2 separate regions of the Mus musculus genome follow, and region 2 is linked to region 1. A link is a contact called in public promoter capture Hi-C data. All regions are on one chromosome and are shown on one strand. Each heading gives the region's core, a stretch centred on a gene start, on an enhancer-like site or on the middle of the called end of the contact. The rest is flanking DNA. Distances are from core to core; before and after follow the strand shown.

The links. Promoter capture Hi-C pulls out the DNA fragments that hold promoters and counts their contacts.
Region 2: a promoter capture Hi-C map of liver shows a contact between it and region 1, with 5 times the contacts expected there. The contact joins the promoter of Pgam2 here to the promoter of Rasl10a in region 1. A contact is called at or near these places in 5 of 39 promoter capture datasets (hippocampal neurons, liver, neural stem cells and 1 more), 2 of 115 datasets of contacts at active chromatin or transcription factors (cardiomyocytes and pancreatic cancer cells) and 1 of 9 other capture datasets (macrophages).

The regions. Positions count from the first base shown.
Region 1 is chr11:5,056,517-5,059,670 of GRCm38.p6, forward strand. Rasl10a (RAS-like, family 10, member A) reads left to right here and starts at 1,612. Exons shown (of 3, transcript NM_145216.4): 1 at 1,612-2,008; 2 at 2,917-3,041. The coding sequence starts at 1,790. It also overlaps a transcript of Gas2l1 not described here.
Region 2 is chr11:5,802,336-5,805,489 of GRCm38.p6, forward strand. It overlaps Pgam2 (phosphoglycerate mutase 2), which reads right to left and starts at 1,461. Exons shown (of 3, transcript NM_018870.3): 1 at 940-1,461; 2 at 664-844. The coding sequence starts at 1,353.

The DNA of each region.
Region 1 (3,154 bases), core at 362-2,861:
CTGCTAAGAAAGAGAACTCTGGAGCCGGGCCTAGGCACAGGCAGCCCCAGCGAGACCAGCCAGGCGGTGTCTGCCTTGTCCTGCTGTGTGAGGAGAGGAAGGGGCTGAGTTTATCCACTCCTTTCTGTTTCTGGAAGCGAAAAGCAGCTCACAAACCCCAGAAGCCTGGAAACCTGTAAATGGAACAGAAGTCATTCTAGGGGAATCTCAGCAAGAGGGGGGAGGGGGGAAAGCCAGCTGTCGCTACTCTGAATTTAAAGACCTAGAATATCCCTAGTGGCTGAAAGGGGGAAGAGAGGTGGGGGTGGGGGTGGTGAAATCAGACCAGGCCCTAAGTCTACCTGGGGAAGAGGACTAGACATTAGTGTTAAGGAATACCTTCCAGCTGCTGTCACCTGTTCCCCGCGGGAGGGTGTGCCTCCTTCCCCCTTGACGGGCTAGTTTCTCCTGCCCTTCCTTCCACTTAATTCCTGGCCAGGTAGACATATTATCAATGCCTTTAGAGGCCTGGATCTAAGTATTTCTAGAGCCTTCTCTCCTAAGGGAGAGGAGACAGTTCTTTTTCCTTTTGGCTCCATTTCAGCATTCTGGCCACCTGTTAGACTTGAAGCATTCGTTGAATGAGTGAGTCTTGTTCAATGCCGGGTGCCTGCATTTCACAGTACCTGGGTGGAGGGCAGAGGCCTGGGAACTCCTCCAGTGTGTGGAGACTGGAGGGCCGGACGGAGGTTGGGCAAACCCAGACTTTCCGAACCCTCAGAGGAGCTTCCGAACTTGTCCAGGGAAGAGGGCATGGTGCACCCCTGGGACAGACTCTGGGACAGACCCGTGGATCTGTTTCTTCGCCTCCAACCTGTTGGGGCAGTGACTGGGGGCTGAGTTGCTGAGCAGACTTCTGTGCTGGGCTCAAACCCTTCTGTCTCCACTCCCCACCCCCTCTGGGCTGGTCCTTTGAAACAGTGTTCTTCTAGTCGTTTGTCCTTGTAGGTGTAATGAAAAGTGGCCCGCAGGCCCGGGACGGAGTCCCAGTGTCCTTCTCACTTTGAGATACCTCTCCAGGGTCTCAGTTCCCTCCTCCTTAAACCACGAGTACCCAGGTTGAGGCTGCGGTTCGAAGATGATGCAGGGGAGAGCCCAGAAAAGGAGTTGGTGCCCAGGGTCTCACAAAACAGGAGGAAGCTTTGAAGCCATCGGCCTTTGGTGGACAACCGGGATGCAGACAAAAAGTCCAATGCGACGATTGGCCCAAGGTCATTCAACCAGGACTGGGTCTGACCCCAAGTGGCCTGATTCTAAGAGCCTGGGCTTGGTCAACAGCCAGGTTGCAGCCAGCGGTGTTGGAGGAACAGGGAGGTGGCGCCCAGCGGCTTCGGTTTTGAAACGGTTGAGGGAAGCTGACTGCCACCTGGGGAACCAGGCTTTAACAAGGCGACCCGCCTGGCAGTCACTGGGCCGCGACCCTCCCCGGGAGGGGCGGGGCGGACAGTTACCTCATCGCCGCCTCCGGGAGGCCCCGCTCGCTTGCTCGCCCGCGCGGCCGACTGGGGCGGCGGCTCCCGGCGCCGGAGCGAGAAGGGGACGGAGCTGAAGGTGGGGGCGGGTCTGCACCGCACCGGGTGCACTCTTCCTGCGGAGCTGCGGGTGCGTCCGCCCGCTCGATCCTCAGGCCTGGCCTCTTGTGGCTGAGGTGCTGTAGGCGACGCGATGCGGGTATCCCGGGCCGGGCAAGCAAGGCGCAGAACGGGCTCATGAAGCTCCCCGGTGCCAGGCGCGGGAGCGCGGGCCAGCCATGGGCGGCAGCCTGCGGGTGGCTGTTCTGGGTGCTCCGGGAGTGGGTAAGACCGCCATCATCCGCCAATTCTTGTTTGGTGACTATCCTGAGCGCCACCGACCCACGGACAGTCCCTGCCTCTACCGACCCGCGGTGCTGCTCGACGGCGCGGTCTACGACCTGAGTATCCGCGATGGTGACGTCGCTGGACCCGGCTCAAGCCCCAGAAGTCTTGAGGTAGCGGTTCGAGGGGGCCAGGGGTGTGTGTACACTTGGTGCCCATGTGTACTGATCCAGGGCGCCCGAGCCCGTTCTGGGATTGAAGTGTGTGTGTCTAGGTAGTTTGCATACGAGCTTCCTGCGCTAACCTGTAGGTGCCCTGTGGCTGTTTCCTCTCTCTCTCTCTCTCTCTCTCTCTCTCTCTCTCTCTCTCTCTCTCTCTCTCTCTCTCTCTCTTTTGTTTTTGTTTTTGTTTTTTTCGAGACAGGGTTTCTCTGTGCAGTGCTGGCTGTCCTGGAATTCTCTCTGTAGACCAGGCTGGCCTTGAACTCAGAAATCCACCTGCCTCTGCCTCTCAAGTGCTGGGATTAAAGGCGTGCGCCACCACGCCCGGCTCTGTGGCTGTTTCTTGTCTTCTTTGCCTGCCTAGGCTGGTGTCTGGGTCAGTGTGTGGCACAGCTTGAGCTGAGCCGCGCCGCTGTGACAGACTGGACCAGACACAGGAGTACCCTTTCTAGAGGGGGCCACCGCACCCTCAGACTCCCAGTCTTTGGCGCTGCATTCATTTCAAAGCTGGCATTTGAGCAGCACCTGGGAGGCTAAATGAAGTTTTGGTGAAAGAAGCTGTAAGAATATTGCAAGGGGGAAAGAGCAGCAAGAGACAAGCCAGAGGCTTCACCTGTACAGCTGCACCAGGACAGTCAGTTACCATCTGTCAGCCGGTGGACGGCAGATCCCAGGCTCTGAGGCAGTAGGAGCATAGTAGGTTGACGGGTGGCCCAGGAAGTAGGAGGGCTAAGGACTGACAAGATCCAAGCACGGCTGGGAAGTCTGGCCTGTGGGAGGGCGCGTCCCATCCGGAGTATTGCTGGGAGGTGACGGGGAGTGAGGTTGAATTGGAGTAAACCCCAGCCTCTACCCTCTAGGAGTGGCCGGACCCTAAAGACTGGAGCTTGCAGGACACAGACGCCTTTGTGCTGGTCTACGACATCTGCAGCCCCGACAGTTTCGATTATGTTAAAGCCCTGAGGCAGCGTATAGCAGAAAACAGGTGAGGGCTTGACTGGAGGTGGAGGTCTTGCTAGGGGAGCGGGTAGTTATGGCCTGGGTGCTTCTAGATCATACTTTGTGCCCACTTGAAGGTCTCTTGCTGTATGAGACACT
Region 2 (3,154 bases), core at 211-2,710, 750 kb after region 1:
CACCGAGTCTAAAGGTCACCCAGAATCTAATATAGACGTCCGGTGTCTACGACCCAGTTGGGACCATAATTGGTAACCTCCCTACACTGCTATGCCCCCCTTCCAGGCCTGTCTACTAGCCCTTGCTCTTCAGTTAGGAGCACCACCACAGGCCTAAGATTTTAAGTAGCTCCATATTTCTGCACTCTGCTGCCTTTTTTTAGCCTATAGAAGACTGAGAGGTGGGGGAACACATGGTTCAGGTCTGTGTGGGTGGATGGACTATGTATTGTACCTGAGGCAAAGGGGCCTCAGAGTCAAGGCACTTTGTACATAGACTTGAGAGAAAAAGAGGAAATGCAGGCAGCACCAGGAGAGAGAGCAAGAGTTTTATAACAGCTCAAGTGGCTTGATTCAGCAGGAAGCCAATACTTGGCGTTGATGGCCAGAGCTCTGACCTCTTTCCCCAGTGGGTGCCAGAAGCCTGCTCTACCTATGATCAGCTCCTGTGGGGTGCCTCAGCTATGCTGTCTGTGCTGACTACATAACTGGAAATGGGACAACACAAAGTATTACAAAACTCCTGCCTCCATCAACTTCTGAAACCCTGACATCTGTAAAATAGCTGAAACCAATGAACCGCAGTGGTTTCTGTCTCACATCTTTCCTGAGAGTAGGCCTCACCTTCCAGATGTTTCACAATGCCCCGAAGGCTGTTCCCATGGGCTGCAATAAGCACTCTCTGGCCAGCCTTAATCTTAGGTGCGATCTCCTCATTCCAGAAGGGCAAAGCCCGGGCAATGGTGTCCTTGAGACTTTCACAGGTAGGCAGCTCCTCAGGCTTCAAGCCTGCATAGCGGCGGTCCTGGGGACAAGGGCACAGGAACATTTCGCTTTTGTTTACTGGGTAGCCCTCCCCCCTGGGCTCCCAACCTTCCAGCTTCCCGGCATCTGGCCCACCTTGCTGATGGAGGTGTAGTAGTTGTGTTTCTCATCCATGGGTGGTGGTGGGGTGTCAAAGGAACGCCTCCAGATCTTCACCTGCTCCTCCCCGTGCTTTGCAGCCGTCTCAGCCTTATTGAGGCCTGTGAGGCCACCATAGTGCCGCTCATTGAGGCGCCAGGTACGCACCACGGGCACCCACATTTGGTCCGTAACATCCAGGATGGTCCAAAGGGTGCGGATTGCCCGCTTCAGCACCGACGTGTAGCAGATGTCAAACTCTATCTTGGCATCTTTGATAGCGGTGGCCCCCCGCTTGGCCTCCTCTGCTCCCTTCTCACTCAGCTCTGCATCAAACCAGCCACAGAAACGGTTCTCTTGGTTCCATAAGCTCTCACCGTGGCGAACCATTACTAGGCGGTGGGTGGTCATGGTGGCGGGGGACACAGGAACTCTAGGTGGCAGCTGCTTGCTTGGCCCTTTAGGCTTTATAACAGTTTTCCCAGCCCCCACCCCAGCCCTAACTGCCAATCAGCATTCCAGGAGATACAGGCAGAGGCAGGCAACCAGTAGCAGAACTGGGGGTGGGGTGTAGTCCAAGGAGCTGAACTTAAAAATAGTCTCACAAAATCATCAGCTCAGATGACAAGCCCCATAACCAGCTGGCACCTGGTAACAAGCCGCATGGGGCTGCAGAACTGGACCAGGGTGAAGGGCAGGAGTCAACCTGGGGGTGTTCTCCATGTGGAGACACTCTTGACATCAGCAGCTTTCAATCACAATTGGCCCTCTCCTGATCGGGTAGAAACAACTATTCCAGGCCCTTTTCTGATATATACATATGTTTAAAGACAGAGTTGAATTGTGTGACTCAAGCTGCAATCTCTCTTCAGTCTCTTAATACAATTAAGAACAAGCGCATCTCAGGAAGAAGTCTAGCCTAGTGTCAAGGTCAAGGGTATGTATAAGATATCCATACAAAGAGGTCAGTGTGTAAGTAAATAAGTAGGCGTGTCTGCAACAGTGATTGTTCTCTGCCCAGGTGCCTGTCCCAGCGTACATGCATTGTCTGTGTTGCTGTGTTGGTGAGACGGAGTGAGCACACACGTTTTACCAGGCAGATACCCCCACCCCACTAAGTATGGAGGATGAGGAGCAGTTGCTTTGAGAGGTGCACAGGATGAGACAGCTCCCCAGATGATACTCAGGTGAGCTAGAAGAACACTGAGGGCAGAGCTGGGAGCCCTACAGGAAGGGTACACTGGGTTGAGGTACCAGTAAAAAACAGAACACCCTAAGGGACTGGAGAGATGGCTCCTCAAGAGCACTTCCAAAGGACCCAGATACAATCTCCAGTACCCACATTGGGCAGCTCACCACTACCTGCAACTATAGCTCCAGGGGCATCCAACAGGTCTGGTCTCAGTGTATACCTGCACTAATGTGCACATTTCCTACCCACAATTAAAAATAAACTTAAAGACATTTTAGAACCTGGTTGTGCACACCTTTAATCCTACCCCCTGCCCAAGTGCTGGGATTAAAGACATGCACCACTGTCACCCCTCTGATGTTGTTTTTTTTTTTTTTTTTTTTTTTTGGCGGGGGGGAGGGGTCAAAACAGGGTTTCTCTGTATAGCACTGGCTGTCCTGGAACTCACTTTGTAGACCAGGCTGGCCTCGAACTCAGAAATCTGCCTGCCTCTGCCTCCCGAGTGCTGGGATTAAAAGCGTGCCCCACCACTGCCCAGCCCCCTGTGTTGTTTTAAAGACAGGCTCTCACTATGCAGCTTTAGCTGGCCTGGTACTTGCTATGTAGACCAGGCTGACCTGGTACAGAGGTCTATAAGGATCTGCATTACAACACCTGGCTGGTGTGGCTAATAAACTCTGGTTAAAAATACAGGGCCAAGGCAGGCAGGGGTGGCACACACCTTTAATCCAAGCACTTGGGAGGCAGAGGCAGGCGGATTTCTGAGTTCGAGGCCAGCCTGGTCTACAGAGTGAGTTCCAGGACAGTCAGGGCAACACAGAGAAATCCCATCTCGGAAAAAAAAAAATGCAGGAGCCAGAGCAAGGTGTGGTGGTTGAGAGCCTGTACTGCTCTTGCAAAGAACTCAGTTCAATTCCTGTCACCCAGGTCAGATAGCTCACAACCACCTGTAACTCAAATCCCTGGGGGTCTAATGCCTTCTTCTGGTTTCAGTGGATACTACACTCATGTGCACAAACC